2 separate regions of the Triticum aestivum genome follow, and region 1 is linked to region 2. Evidence: chromatin contacts called from public Hi-C data. All regions are on one chromosome and are shown on one strand. The core of a region is the stretch at or near the end of the contact, and the rest is flanking DNA. Distances in the headings are between cores, read along the strand shown.

Region 1 (2,700 bases), core at 99-2,598, 190 kb before region 2:
TGGAGGCGTTACAACACAATCTAAACTCAAGATGAACTAACAAACAAGCAACCGTGACCATAAACCCATGTTGTTCTCTTCTGAATAAATAAGCAAAACTCTGGATTAAAAAAATGAAACCACTGTCAAACATGTCCCTTTTTCTCGCAATTTTTTGGTATTATAGGCACAAGTACTATGAAATTTTAACATATTTGAAGGGCGTTAACAACAGAACCTCCCCATAATTAACCGTGCATTCGATCAGATGTTAAACTGTACTTCCTCTGTGCCAAATTATAAGACGTTTTTGGTAGGCTATTTAGCTTACCAAAAACGTCTTATAATTTGGGACAGGGCTAGTAGCTCACACTGGATGGCAATAAAGATGACAAATCGTTCAAAATACAGGTGCAAGGGTAGACTAGTTGACTTCAAACTTGCAGCTTGTACAGAAACTGAGAGACAACTAGTCTGGACAAGATTGCTTAATGAAGAGCACGCTGTACCTCCCTTGGATTTAACCATGCCGTTTCCCCCACTGAAACGGACAGCAACTTTTGTTGCATGGCAAGACGAAATTTACTGAGAAAGATGTAGGACACGACGCATGAACCTTCCCCTAGCAATCAAGGAAGTAGCCAGAACAAGAAAAACATGCATAGCCTGTGACAGTCTATCTTGTCAAACTGAAAGGACATGGGCAGAGAGAAGAAAGAACACCCCAAAGAGTAAGATGATGCCTTTTATCCGGAGGGATACAGGGTTCAGAGCCCCTATACCCATACCATCTCAATTCAGAAGTCAGAACACCCCAAATCGAGAACCTCAGATACTCCAAAAACGGAAATCCCCTCCTCGATCCTAGCCCCCGCAAAAACCTGAAATTCTCCCGGTGGCTGACTAGAACAGATCTGGCCGCGGCCGTTCCCATCAGTAAAAGTCCCACCGGAGAAACAAATGGCGGCAGACATGAATCCCCCCAAATCAATCGACACGCGAGAAGAGAGGACGAAGGAATTGGGACCAGCGACGGCTCGTTCCTTCCTCGGAGCCCCCGAAAGCCGTGACGACGTGCAAAAGGAGGGAGGACGGAAAAGGACAAGAGGAGTGCGTGCGGCAGCGTATCTCTATCTCCGCGAGAGGGGGGAGGAGGGAGGCGGGAGGCAACGGTCACCTGGCGCGCGCACGGCGGAGGGGGCGGGCGGCCTGCTGAGAGGCGGCGGGAGGGCGGAAATCGCGGCGGGCGATGAGGCGGAGACCGGGACGGCGATGGGGAGTGCTTGTGTTTCGCTTTTGGTGCGGGCTGCGGGCGGTGGCGTCGCGAAGTGCCTGCGCGCGTGGGAATGGAGGCGGGGCGGGGCGGGGGCGGGGAGGGAGAGATTGGTAGGGCTCGCCTGGTGCAGGTGGGTGGGACGGGTTGATGACGGCGGGAGTACGAGAGAGCGCCTACCTACCTGGCACTGCCAGGCTTGTTGGCTCAGCTCAGCTCGCTGAGCCAAGCGGCAACCAGCGCCAGCTGGTCTCGTCACCCCTTTCTCGCGTGTTGCGTATCGTGTGTGCGCTTCTCTCTTTTCTTTTAGCCGAAAAGGAAGTCGCGCCTCATGTGGCGACAAGATGAGGCTTTGGGTTCCTCCGTACCCAACTGCGCAACCCGAAAATTCCAGAAGCGGGGCGCGGTATACGCACGGGAAACGCGTACGTACACACAACCGTTCTTTTTTTCTTTTGAGCCACATATATACACGACGTCTACGGGAACTAAAGTTTGCGGACTTAAATAAACAATATAAAATTCTGTTAGGCGTAATGAAATTAGGGCAACTCCAACTACCTACATCGTTGACGGACAGTCGGGCACATCAAATGTTCGTGCACACGATTTGGACATATCCATGGACAGTGATATGGGAGACGGCTCTAGCCATAGACGTCAAATAAGCATCAAATTTTTTTTCTTTTTTCCTCGCCAACTCATAATATGAGCGGTGAGTTTCGCATAAGATGTTGGTGTGCATCGTTAGCAGAGGCGGGTGTGGCTCATGTTATGGACTCCTGAGATGAAAAAAAGCATCAAATCATAGCAGGTGGATGTGGACCTAGATGAAAAAATACATGGGGTGTGGAAGATATAAGTCCAATTGACAAGTGAGCCGGTGGTGAACGTCCAGACTCCCGCCAACCGAATTATCCTATATGATGCATTCATGTGTCAAGTTGCCGTATTTCCGCACAAGACTTGCGATTGAGCGATGATCTCGGACGGCCTTTTAGCGTTCCCGTTTTGGGGTTTTTTCTGGTTTCGGGAACCTTCTAGGGGTCTTTTTTATGTTTCTTTTTCATTTTCCTCTTTTTTTCCTTTTTAACTTTATTTTCCTTTTCAAAATGTTTGTATTTTTTAAAAAGCTATCATAAATACTTTAGAAATTCAAAAAAAAATATTTTCAAACAAATTGCAATTTCAAAAAAATTTGTTTTTTGAAAAAAATGCCGCTTTTCAAAAGTTTATAAATGTTCTTGTTTTCAATTTTTGTTCATCAATTCAAAACATGTTCGTGATTTAAAAAACACAAATTTGGAAAAATGTTTGCCTTTTCCAAATTTTGTTCATAATTTCCAAAAAAAGTTGCCGGTTGTCAAATTTTGCTCGCGTTGTTCAAAAAATACTTGAAATGTAAAAATTGAAAATTGTTTGGAATTTCAAAATTTGTTTGCATTGTT
Region 2 (2,700 bases), core at 4-2,503:
CTCTTCTTTTATTGCCTGAATCCCTCCTCTCTTGCTTCCTAATCCCCAATTGTCTCTCCCAAATACTCTTGTGAAGTGGTTAAATCTAGTTTCATTGATCGGGGCACACAACAAGGTAGTAGGGTAGTTGCACCTTGTCCACTACAAATCGAACCCTATTTTTTTTACATCTTAAGTGTTTCATTAAAAGAGTATCGTTTTTGTAGGAGATGACATTGTTGTTGATGGTAAAACTTTAGTGATGGCTATCAATTTTGAATCTCCGAAGTCTCGGTTTTCAGTTAACACTACGTAATACAAACAAATTACGGAGAGGCAACCCATGATTAGATGACTTGAATGGGTGGTGGAATCAAACCTTTGTATGTACTACCTCCGTCCTGATTTGAGTTAAAGTTTGATCATATATTTAACTAGCAAAGTATTAATCTTGTCACCAAAAATTATATTTTTGAATTCATATTTGAATATAATTTACAATAATATTGTTTTCGATACATATAACTTATATTTCATTAGTTAAAATCAGGGTCAAAATATGACCCCAAAAATGAGAAAGACTAGTAGAGATGTAATAAACATGCATTATATAATCACCGAATCCAAGGTTGGGTTCGAAAAGCCAGTGAAGACGATCTTTCACTGTCCAGAAAATTACCTAGCTCGACCCTATAGGCCAATACTCGAAACCGTAAAAAGACGACAAGTTGTGGCAGCGGCAGATCTGAGATCTGCACCAGTTCTTGGCCGCGATTCCATTCACGTCGCTTTCACCCAAAAGTGGAGGTCGCCCTCCGTGGGCCTGGAGGGCTGTAGCGACATGGCCAAGCCACGGCTCGCAAGCTGTTACGTGCACAAGTTGTGCGCCCCCAAGGCCCCCGTCGCTCACGCTGGATTATTGCGGGTCGCGACCGCGCAACGTTGTTTGGTAGTAGTACTGTACCACTTTAATTATTGAGCGGTGGGCCAGCTAAATATCACGACAACATAGTATACTAAAAGAGTCGAAAAATACAGCCAGCCTCGGCCCGCGGCGCCGCAGCCAGGCCCGGCTCGGCTCGGCTCGAGTCGCCCTCCACCGTCCGTTCCGGGAACCGCATCCGGTTCGCCGTGATGGCCACCTGTCGAGATCCCACAGGCCGCCCGAATTCTTTTACTGGCGTCCACGCGCCCGGCCCGCCCCCCCGGGCGAACCAAAAGCAGCCCAGCAGCCCTGGCCCCTCCACGCCGACCGGTAGGCCCAGGGGATGCCTGCCACCCACCCGTCATCGGGCGTCCCATGAATCTCCCCGCTGGGATTCCCGGTAGCTCTCGCGCCAGGCAGCGCCAACGTCGCGGCGCCCCGGGCCTGTCGGGCCCCGCCACGCCGCGCGCAGCCATTCGCCCGCCCCACCGTGCGCGTCGGGCGCGACCGGTTGGCGAGGGGGCGGGACGTCACGGGGACAGCGGCCGGCCGCATGTTCGTGGGTGGGTCGTGGGCGGGTGTGGTGTGGAGGCTTGGGCCTGTGGTTCCTCCTCACTCGTTGCGACGCGGGAACGTCGGGGAATCTCCCACCCCTTTTCCCTTCCGACGGCGATTACGACGTTAACGTCTCGTCAGCGCGCGAGGTTAACAAGTAATTTGGCTGCGTGCTCCTCTTTGCCTTGGCCACCCAAACGGACGATGATGGGTGGTGGAGGCACTGTGCAGGAGTTGGTGAGGCGCGCGGGAGCCAATCATCCCCCGGTTTTGTTCGCCTCCGTGACGTGATCGCCATCCGATTTGGAAGTTCTCGCACGTTTAGTAGCCCCCAAGATTCCACGGGCCGGGCGGGGCTTGCGTCTCCGATGCGAATTAGACCGGCTGATCGGCTGTTATTGGCTGAGCCTGGTTGTTTAAGTGGGAAAAACTGGTAGTTTATGGGCCGTGGGCACGCGCGAGGGATCCACAGGCACGATCGTGCTTCCTGCGACGACGATGAGATCACAGGTTTAAAATGAGCACCTCCTCCATGAATCCGCGGACGGAACCAATGCTTTCGTCAGTGAATACGGGATGGGAGCAGCGAATGCCTTATTTTTCAGCAAGTTGGCCGAGGGGCCAATGGGGTTATGGCGTGGGTCAAAATGATTAGGTTCTCAGAATCTAAATCATCGGCGCAACCTTCCATTGGTGGTCACTCGCCAGTTGTGTCGGCTCAAAAGATGCACGCCAGTTTTAAGGTAATGGCGAAAAGGCATCAGCTTTTTTTTTTTGAGTGGAAGCTTTCATCACAGATATTACACAATGTAATGCACGTTTACACAGAGCCACGCACAAAAGAATGCAGGAAGATTTCTGCAGGTACACACTCATGTAGTTCCGTGTAACAGAGGACCGAGAGCAGAAACAAAAAAAGTGATTCGAAGGAGAGGCAACATAAGCTACGTGTACTAGCCTTGTAGCACAAGCGTTCGCCGTGTTGTGTACCAAGCTAAACATCCTCCGTCGTCGTACGGTATGGAGGGTTTGTTTTCTTAGAAAAATTTTGGAGGTGAAGCAGGGTTTTTTTTTTTGAGGGGTGGAGGTGAAGCATGTGAAGAAGACAACGGGCCATGGGCCTTGTGCAGTCATCAATTATCTTCTTTAACCCCCCAACAGATGAGCTAGACTTTAAGGTGGTGTTTGGTTCTCTAGTCCTAGGACTTTTTCTAGTCCCAACTAAAAAGTCCCTAGTCACT

What was found. Hi-C and Micro-C count contacts between places; a contact is called where the count stands out from the background.
Region 1: a Hi-C map of leaf shows a contact between it and region 2, with 5 times the contacts expected there. The contact joins the promoter of LOC123189412 here to the enhancer-like site in region 2. A contact is called at or near these places in 3 of 5 Hi-C or Micro-C datasets (all in leaf) and 1 of 1 datasets of contacts at active chromatin or transcription factors (leaf).

What each region holds. Positions count from the first base shown.
Region 1 is chr2A:559,704,461-559,707,160 of IWGSC CS RefSeq v2.1, reverse strand. LOC123189412 reads right to left here and starts at 1,348. Exons shown (of 2, transcript XM_044601822.1): 1 at 1,157-1,348.
Region 2 is chr2A:559,515,949-559,518,648 of IWGSC CS RefSeq v2.1, reverse strand. No RefSeq gene overlaps it. Among protein-coding and RNA genes, the nearest start is that of LOC123189411, 30 kb to the right of the region's middle. Within about 2 kb of position 1,253, at least 8 of the 8 cell types and tissues checked have an H3K27ac peak or open chromatin away from gene starts, as enhancers often do. A contact at or near this core is called in leaf, where this site is marked.